Linked DNA regions of Mus musculus: region 1 is linked to region 2. A link is a contact called in public HiChIP or PLAC-seq data. All regions are on one chromosome and are shown on one strand. The core of a region is the stretch at or near the end of the contact, and the rest is flanking DNA. Distances in the headings are between cores, read along the strand shown. Region 1 holds the start of Flt3l (FMS-like tyrosine kinase 3 ligand). Region 2 holds the start of Izumo2 (IZUMO family member 2).

The links. HiChIP or PLAC-seq counts read pairs in DNA pulled down with a chosen protein or histone mark.
Region 1: a contact with region 2 is called in an H3K27ac HiChIP or PLAC-seq map of embryonic stem cells, with 2.1 times the contacts expected there. The contact joins the promoter of Flt3l here to the promoter of Izumo2 in region 2. A contact is called at or near these places in 1 of 39 promoter capture datasets (stem cell-derived epiblast-like cells), 1 of 15 datasets of contacts at CTCF or cohesin (embryonic stem cells) and 2 of 115 datasets of contacts at active chromatin or transcription factors (embryonic stem cells and pancreatic cancer cells).

The regions. Positions count from the first base shown.
Region 1 is chr7:45,133,446-45,138,049 of GRCm38.p6, reverse strand. It overlaps Flt3l (FMS-like tyrosine kinase 3 ligand), which reads left to right and starts at 1,618. Exons shown (of 9, transcript NM_013520.3): 1 at 1,618-1,671; 2 at 1,966-2,032; 3 at 2,273-2,386; 4 at 2,875-2,928; 5 at 3,534-3,677; 6 at 4,024-4,168. The coding sequence starts at 2,000.
Region 2 is chr7:44,706,003-44,711,325 of GRCm38.p6, reverse strand. It overlaps Izumo2 (IZUMO family member 2), which reads right to left and starts at 2,596. Exons shown (of 7, transcript NM_001368390.1): 1 at 2,352-2,596; 2 at 2,196-2,270; 3 at 985-1,071; 4 at 795-815. The coding sequence starts at 2,583.

The sequences.
Region 1 (4,604 bases), core at 369-2,868, 430 kb before region 2:
TATCTAAGTTGACCCTAAATCCAAGAACAAGCAATCCACCCGCGACTCAGAGAAGATCCAGCTGCCTCTTCTAAGTATTGGGAGTAAAGGTTTCATCACCACATCTTGCCTGTTATATGACACAGGGTCTTATATGTAGCCAAGGCTAACCTTGAACTCCTGGTCCACCTGCCTCCAATGCACCATACTCTTCATTCTTGGTCTTTCAAGCACAACCAGGTCCTTTCTGAATTGCCTCTGTGTGGACTCAGGTGGAGTCCAGGTGCCAGCCCCGATAAACAAAGGCACTCCCCATACTTGGAAAATCCCAAGGATTTATCTCCTAGGAACCAAAACCAAAGCCCAGACACATCCTGTGCTACACCACAGCAATGAGATGGGAAGAGGTCGGACTCTTGTGTAGCTGCTGCTTAGGCGAGTCATAGTTCTGGGTGCAAGGGCTTTGCAGGGTGGAAACAGCCACGGAAGAATAGAAGACAATGGGGAAGATAAGGAAACCACATCGTGTGTTAAATGGTGATAAGGGCAAAGCAGGGTGAGTCTGGTGCTGCGAGGGGAGCTTCTTGGGGAAGGGTGTCATGAGGCCTCTGCCTATGTGTTTAAGCAAGGGCTTGGGCAAGATGGGGACAACACAAGGATCTGGAGGGAAGGTATTCCATGATTGGAAACAGCTAGTGCAAAGGCCCCTGGCCAAGAGAATGCCCACCTGAGACGCACGCGCATGGCTAGTGTTGGGAAGGAACACTGATAGCATGAGGTTAGCAGGGAGGGGTTAGGAGAGCACAGAGTCAAACACTGCAGCTCTATGTGGAGGGGTGAGGTGGGCGGCACCATCGATTGAGTCGGGGACCTCAAGCTTGCTAGTTCTCTGCCACTGACTCTCTGGTGGATTCTAGGCAGCTGCTCTCCAACTGAGCTGTGCACCTGCCCGTCTTTGTAGTATTTATTTATGTATTTATGTACGTATGTATGTATGTATTTATTTATTTATTTATAGACAGTTTCTCTGTATAGCCCTGACTGTCCTGGAACCAGTCTGTAGACCAGGCTGGCCTTGAACTCAGAAATCTGCCTGCCTCTGCCTCCCGGGTGCTGGGATTAAAGGTGTGCGCCACCACGCCCAGCCATCTTTGTAGTTTTTGAGACAGGGTCTTAGTAAATTGCTCAGGCCAGTCTTGAAACAAGGCCAGCCTCCAACCCTCATTCCTCCTGCCTCGGGCTCCTTGGAAACTGGAGTGACAGGTCTGTATTACCAGTCCTTGCTAAGAAGGCTGGACTTTTATCCCAAATGAATCAGGAACCTAGAGGCTGGAGGTTCACAAGTTCTGTGCCCCAGGAAGCAGATGATGGCTAGGAAGTAGGGAAATCAGAAAGGAAGCCACTATGACATTCCTTATGGTGGAGGCAAAGTCTATTTAATGGCAGCTGAAGTGACTGACACTGTTCGGATTCTACATACACTTCGAAGCTGGAAAGCCTTGTCGCATCCCTTCGCTATCCTTTCAGGGCCCAAGCTGAGGTCTGCGGCCGCGCCACTTGTTACCACTAGGTGGCGTGTCCCGCCCGGGCTCGAACTCACCCCTGGCACTGTCTACCCCAAAGCTTCCTTTCACTTTCGGTCTTTGGCTGTCATCCAGCTTTGGCTTTCCACACCCAGCTGGGGCAAGCCTGGTGCGTGGGGTGAATGGCTTTCCAAGTCCCCGAGGGGCGGTCCCAAGGTCCCCACTCCCGGGCAGAGGGAGCAGGGTGCGAGACCTGGGGAGGATTCTGGGGACGTCGGTCGGGGTTCTTAGAAGAGGAGATGACTTTTCACAGTCACTGAGGCTCGTGCAGGAAGCCTGGGGGAGCAGGAGGCGGAAACGCACCCACATCAAGGGCGGCAGGGCGGGGCGGCGGGGTACAGGGGTGGGTGGGGAAGGGGCTGCAGGGTATGAGCCCGAGACCTGCCCTCCTGTCACTTCCAAGAACCTGTCACAGGCATGAGGGGTCCCCGGCAGAGATGACAGTGCTGGCGCCAGCCTGGAGCCCAAATGTGCGTATACCTGAGGGGTGATGGAGCCGGGCGGAGAAGGGAAATGGGCAGGGGATGGAGGCATGAGGAGACAGACACAGAACAGGATTGGAAGAAAAAAAAGAGGATGGCCACAGGTTTGTCACAGGAGCCAAGGTGCAGGACAGGCAGAGACAGGGAAGATGACACCCAGTTAATGAGGGAAGCAGGATCCAGGGAGCCCCTGCATGGAAGTCAGTTGCTGACACCACCTCCCTGTAGTCCTCCCTGTTGCTGCTGTTGCTGCTGCTGAGTCCTTGCCTGCGGGGGACACCTGACTGTTACTTCAGCCACAGTCCCATCTCCTCCAACTTCAAAGTGAAGTTTAGAGAGTTGGTGAGCCAGTTCCCATACTGTGCTGGGTCCTTATCTCCGCATCTCTGTCTCACAACATGTCTTTATCTCTGTGAGGTCTCTGTCCCTCTCTCTTTGGATCTCCGCCCCCTGCCCCCTTCTCTGGGTCTCTTACTATCTTTCTCTGTCTCAGTCTCTCTTTCTGAGTCCCTGTTCTCTGAGTCTCTGTCACTGTTTCTCTCTAGGACTTCTGGCCTTCACTCTGAGCACATGTTCCTCTCTGTCCCTCTCTCTGTCCCTCTCTCTGGATGCCTCTCTCTGTAGACCTCTGCTGCTCTGTGAGTCTCTTTGCTACTGTCTTGGTGTCTCTTCTCTCTCTCTCTCTCTCTCTCTCTCTCTCTCTCGTTCTCTTCTTCTTTATGTGAGTCCTGCCTCTTTTCTGTCCTTGTCCCCTTGTCTCAGGGTCAACTTCTCCGACTCTATAATTTGCTCTTGCTTTCAATCAGGCCTCACCTTGTTTTCTCCCATAGACTGACCACCTGCTTAAAGATTACCCAGTCACTGTGGCCGTCAATCTTCAGGACGTGAGTCACAGTCGGGAGGGCCCTGGGATGGAGGTGGGAACCAGACTCAAGATGTGCCACCAGTCAGGGACAAGACTAGTGGGCTACCTCCTGCACCCTCAGACCTGAAAATCTAGACCTTCTTTCCACCCACACCCACCCCATCCTAGCCCCAGATCAAGGCATCCTAGCTCATTCTCCCACCAAGCTGTCAAGACTGGCCTCTATGTTCCTTTCTCGCTTGGGTTTAGTAGGTCACTCCCTCTCAGGCATCTGGCCCCGCCCCTCCGTGGAGAGGGCGTGGTCTTCAGACTTGAAGCCCCACCACTTTTCTCCCTTGGTGTCTGGCCGGGTCTCATCTCAGGCATTTGATCCATACCCACCTCCATCTCACAAGTGACAGGCCCACCCTTCCTACCCTTTCTGGCCCCACCTCTTTCGGTCTCCTGGCCCCGCCCACTAATTTTAGCATCTGGTCACGCCCATTCTCCGCTGACACCTAGCCCCATCACTAAGCCATCCTGACCCGCTCTCCTTCCTTCTGCCTTCTGGCCCGGCCTAACCCATGTCAGTCATCTAGCCCCGCCCCTACTCTCTGAGCTCTGGCCTGGGTTCTTGGTCTGCAGGAGAAGCACTGCAAGGCCTTGTGGAGCCTCTTCCTAGCCCAGCGCTGGATAGAGCAACTGAAGACTGTGGCAGGGTCTAAGATGCAAACGCTTCTGGAGGACGTCAACACCGAGATACATTTTGTCACCTCATGTACCTTCCAGGTTAGCACTAGAACTCAAATGAAGAGAGCCAAGTCCCTCCCCAGGCCTTGAAAAACAGCTCTGCCAGCCGGGTCTTTTAGGGGGAGTTCATTTTCCCACAGCATACCACGGAGGTAGGGCTGGAACCTCCAAGCCCCGAGGTCACCTGGGGATCTGTTACTGGGTCTGTGCCTTAATAGCTGAAGAAGGTTGTTCCTAAGGTGTTCTCTTTCCTAACAACTGGAGAACCCTGGAGTCTTTGAGGCCTGGGCCCCTAGGCTCTGTGACCTCTGCAGGTCAGGGCCCTGGGTTGGTGGAGCCCCTGGTGTGACATGGTGATGATCTGTCCCTCCCTCCCTTCTCCCAGCCCCTACCAGAATGTCTGCGATTCGTCCAGACCAACATCTCCCACCTCCTGAAGGACACCTGCACACAGCTGCTTGCTCTGAAGCCCTGTATCGGGAAGGCCTGCCAGAATTTCTCTCGGTGCCTGGAGGTGCAGTGCCAGCCGGGTAACGGTGGCCCCAGAGCCCAGCACCATGGTGCCACCAGGCTCACAGCCACAGCCTTGCTAACTGTGTGTCCAGGGCTTCTGCTCCCACTAGTTGGCACTTCACACATGTTCTTTCTCCCTTATTTTCTCTCTTTTCTTTCTTCTTTTTTAAAGATGTATCTTTATGTGTGAGTGTTTTACCTACATGCCTGTAAGTGCACTGAATGTGTGTCTGGTGCCTGCAGAGGCCAGAAGAGGGCACCAGATCCCCTGAAACTGGAGTCTCTGCTCCGTGTGAACCACCACGTGGGTGCTGGGACCCAGGTCCAATGCAAGAGCACCCAGGGTTCTTACCTGCTGAGCCACCACTTCAACCCTTTTTCTTTTCTTTTGAGATAGGGTCTCATTATGCAGGCTAGGCTGACCCTGAACTCAAAGCAATCCTCCTGCCTCAG
Region 2 (5,323 bases), core at 1,347-3,846:
GAGAGAGAGAGAGAGAGAGAGAGAGAGAGAGAGAGAGAGAGACCTTGTGTCAAAAAAGAAGAAGCAAAGGCAATTGGGGTGGGAGGAGTGAGGCAGAGATAGCTCAGTGGATAAGATGGCTGCCTTGTAAGCATGAAGACTCAAGTTCACTCCTTAGAACGGAAGAGTTCGAGGTGGCAGTGTGTGTAGTCAAAGCTCTGAGAACGAGGCAGAGGGATCCCAGGGGCTCACTGGGCAGCCAGCCTAGTCAGTGACCTTCATGACACCACGAGACCCTAGCTCAGAAACCAGGGTGGGGCTGAAGAAATGCCTCAATAACTCAAAACCTTTACTAATTCTCAGATCCCAGCCCCACTTGTAGTTCACAGTCATCTGCTCATGCAACACACATACATGTACACACATATATGTGCACATACACACATGCATGCACACACACGCACACATATACACACACTTGTGCATGCACAGATACACATATATGCAATACACATAGGAAGGCACATACACACATTCGTGCACAAACAAATACACACATGCTCGTGCATGCACATGAACACACATACATGCATGTGTACACGCATGACCCCATGCATGCACACATGTGCTTACACATTCATGCATACAAGCATGTGAGCACACACATGCACATGCATGCACTCACAACAAACCACCCTCCCTTGATGACCAGGGGTTCATGGTTTTGTGGTAAAGTGAGTAGGGCATTGAGGTTTGATTTGGGAGGAATGGGGAATAGGTGTGGGTGCGGGGTGGGTAGGAAAATTAGAACTCACGACAAGTTTTGTGGTCACAGGCTGAAAGAGAAGAGAGCTGATATGAGTGACGTGCAGACATGGCAGCTTGAGAATTGAATTGGGAAGGGATCAAGGGAGAGAAGGGGGAAATCTGGCAAGATGGTGATGCTGGGGGTCCCAGGAGTGCTATTAGGAGGGAAAGAACTGGGTGGGGGAGAAGGGGCGGCACCTTTCATTTCATAGTCTCTTAATGCTCCCTTTAGTTCCTTGATGGCATGTTCCCTGAAGCTCACCAGCTCTTCCAGCAGAGGAACGTCTGAGGAAGGAAGAGATGCTCTTCAGTGCAGGTCCTCATCAAACCTCCAGCCACTTACAGAATTGTCGGACTGGGCTACAGAGGTGGCTCAGTGCTTAAGAGCACTGGCTGCTCTTGTAAAGAACGTAGATTCAGTTTCCAGCTCCTACACGGTGGCTCACAAACACCTGGAACTCCAGTTCCAGGGGAATCTGATGCCCTCTTCTGACACCCACAGGTACTGCATGCACAAATGGCATATAATACATGCAGAAACAAACAAACAAACAAAAAAAACAAACCCCAAAACCCCAAAACACTTATACACATAAAATTTTAAGAATTTTTAAGTGCTCCAGATTTTAGAGGTTTTCATTTCGGTTCTTTGCAAAAATGACCTGACTGTCCAGAAAGAGTCTGAATTCTGGAAGGCTCCCAAGTGTTTGAGACTCAAAATGTGTGTGCAGACTTGTTTGTGCTTGAATAACGGCTGGTTCCCGTGAATCCTGGCACCTAGAGCTTTGAGGCTGGCTTTGAACTCTAACTAATTAGAGGGATTCAAAGTCATGGTCCTCTTGCCTCAGCTTCCTGAGTTACTAGGATGACAGGCCACGGGTTTACTCACTGGTGGAAGGTTATTACAAATGTTAGATTATTATATTTTTTTAAAAGACAGCTGTAGAGAGACAGAAAGAAAGGCTTGGTCCAACCTTAGATGGGACCGTGCTTATTCACCGCAAAGAAGTAGATGGCCAGAATGCCTCCAGAGGAAGAAGTCACCCCTTATCCCATTGAAATGATTGCTGTAGTCTGCAAAGAAAGCTGGGAAATGTAGTCTTTCAGCAAGACAATGCCAAAAACACCCCGTTTATAAAAATCACAGTGTTTGAGAAACACAAGAAGACAGAAGTGTGTGGCTGGCCACACCTAGTGATGGGCATTATAGAGATGGGAGTGTCCCGCATACATCGTCAACTCTGTGTGACTTTGGACAGGTCACCTGACTTCTTTGAACCTCAGCTTTTCTCCCTCTCAACCCTTTCTCAAAATTCTGCCTAGCTGTCACAGCAAAGGACACATGCCCGCCCAGAGGAGAAGCTCGGATGCAGAAAGGAAGGCCAGGGGGTGGCTCAAGGGTCTCCCACCTGTCTTAGAGTTAGCCTTTATATACTGGGCTTGGTTCTTGAAGGATGTCGCCACTTTTTCCAGTTGATCCACGACTGCAGACCAGAAGGGAGGCCCTGTCAGGTCAGAAGGCCCACAGCTCCCCGGGCCTCTTCCCTACGCACCCAAGTACACACCCACTTTCCCCACGAAAGCGTTCATTGCATAGTCCCTGAAGAAAGGCCCCTCCATGCTCAACAGCAGGGCCTGCGCGCGCGCCTGCAGCCCTTCCAGATGGAAGCGCTTGGTGACGATGGCATCACGCAACTGCCTGAGCTCCAGTAGCACTGACTGGTCGCACTGCAGGCAGCCCCATGCCCCGGGGCCGCCCAGGCCACACAAAAGCACCAGGGCCAAGGCCAAAGGCATGGTGGGGACTTTGTGACCTCACAGGGGCGACCTCAGAACACTCCGAGTGTAGCTCTGGAATCCAGGTAGTTAACATATTTATTGAACACCTGTTGGGTGCTGTTCTAACCCCCATCCCCCACCCCCACCCCCTCCACCCCCACCCTGCCCTCCTCCAACCCCTAAAGCCTGGCTGAGAAAGACTGAAGTGTCCTGCCTTACTGTAGGCTAAATTTACTAATTCAACAGACTTTCTTGCTTTCCTTCTTCCTCACGTTTCTTTCTTTTTTCCTCTTTCTCTCTTACAACATCTTACTAATTTTCGAAGCCAGGTACGTCTTTAATCCCAGCACTCTGGAGGCAGAGACAGGCAGATCTCTGTTAGTTCTAGGCCAGCCTGGTCTATATTGAAAGGAAATAAAACTTGAGACCTGTGATTCATGTAATGTATGTCAAATAGCCCAAAGAGTTGTTTGTGAGCTTTGAAACCTGGGGCTGAGAACATAGCAGAACAGACCAGGACATGCCGGGACAGGCCCGTCCCCTCCCTATCTCCCACCCCTCTGACCTAAGTTAAATGTTAACAGGCTGCTGATGTTTAAATGGACCAATCATGTGAAACCGTGCCAATTCCTCCCCCAGCCCCACTCCTTTTCTATAAAAACCCCTAGCTTCCAAGCCTCGTGGTCGAATCCACTGTCTCCTGTGTGAGATACGTTTCGACCCGACGCTCCGCCATTAAAATACCTCGTGTTGTTACATCAAGGTGTTGTGTTCTGTTGGTGATTCTTGGGTGCACACAGAATCGGGAGTTGAGTGGGGGTTTCCCCACTAGGTTCTTTCAATATTAGTGAATGCTAGGACAGCCAGAGCTACATAATAAGACCTTGTCTTGGAATAGGTTTTTTTTTTTTTTTTTTTTTTGAGACAGGGTTTCTCTGTATAGCCCTGGCTGTCCTGGAACTCACTCTGTAGACCAGACTGGCCTCGAACTCAGAAATCTGCCTGTCTCCCGAGTGCTGGGATTAAAGGCGTGCGCCACCATGACTGGAAGAATAGTTTTTTAAAAAAATAATTTTTGAGAATTTCACAGACACATACAATGCATTTTGATCCTATTCATCGCCCCAAATACTCCCAGGTCCACACCCGGTTTCTCTTTCTCTTCTTCCTTTCTCCAGCCCTCCCTCTCCCTATTTCTCTTCTAAGAGTGTGTCACACAGCCCAGGCTGGCCTTGAACTTTATATTTATCGAAGGATGACATTGAACTCCCAATCCTCCGGTCTCAACCTCCTGATAGTGGTGATTATCTAATTGTAAGTCCAATTTTAAAAGTTCAAGGAGCCAGTGCGATGGCTCAGCAGGTCTTCAATGTTAGGCTAAGCAGAGAAAGGTCTGGGACAAGCTGTGCCACTAAGAGATCACACCACACAGTAGATCTAAGGCAAGAATGCTATTATGGGTGAGTGGGGGAGGGAAGGGATCTCTAGAAGTTGGACAGAGAGATTCAGACAGACTGACAGAGAGACAGAGAGACAGAGAGAGACAGAGACTGAGAGACAGAGAGACTGGGAAACAGAGAAGAGACACAGAGAGAGACATGATGCTGAGAGAGACCTTTCAAAGGGTGTGCACATCCCACTGAAACGTAAGCAGTAAGCAGCTTGTAGCAACAGAGGAGATGGGCTGCCCCTGGCAGAGGGGCAGGTGATGACTTAAGCTGCTGGAGCTGAGTGGCTAAAAGTCAGGCTGAGGGAGCCACCTGATTTACAACACTTAAGCATGAGGACCTGAGTTCGATTCCCAGGACCCACACTGTGGAAGGGCAGAATTGACTCTCCAATGTGATTCTCTGAACACACATTCACCATGGCACGTGCTCCTCCCCCAATAAACATGTAATTTAAAAAGTGCTTAGCACTGAGTGTGGTTAATAGCACCAGCTGGGAGCCTGACTCCTTTGCCTGCTTTTAGGACCTTAGGAGAGTGTCTAGTCTTATCAAAACGTGATATGCTAAGATTAGTTGATGTCCCTGGGAGGCTTGCCCTTTTCTGAAGGAAAACAGAGGAGGAGTGGATCTGTGGGAGAAGGGGTGGTGGTGTGGAGGACTGACAGAAGGGAGGGGAAACTGTAGTCTGGATGTAATATATGAGAGGATTAAAAAAAAGCAATAGATGTTCTTGCATAGGAATCTGAATTTGGTTCCCAGCACCACATGGCAGCTCTAGTTGCAGGGGTCTGATGCCCTCTTCTGGTTTTTCTGGGCACTACATCCATGTGCATCTACTCATAATTTTTTTAAAAAATATTTTTTTTGGTCTTTTTGAGACAAGGTTTCTCTGTATAGCCTTGGCTGTTCTGGAACTAGGTCTGTAGACCAGGCTGGCCTTGAACTCAGAGACCTGCTTGCCTCTGCCTCCCAAGTACTAGGATTTAAGGCATGTGTCACCACTGCCCAGTCTTAAAAATAATTTTTTTAAAAAAGTAGATTTAAATTCTGTGTTATAAAACTTGGTTTAGGACACTTGGAATATGTGAATCTACTTCAAGTGAGAATGTTACAAGTTTTCATGACAGTGCAGTGACATCCTGACATCCTGTCCTGAGAACACAGAGAACTGTTGACTCAAAGGCAACAAAGTAGCTATGACAATCCCTCTGCTGGCTACTGTGTGCACCTAATGATTGCAATAGCAATGTTTCGAACAGGACATATTTAAGTAATTCTGAGAACTAATGTTACATGTTTGAGTTTTAAA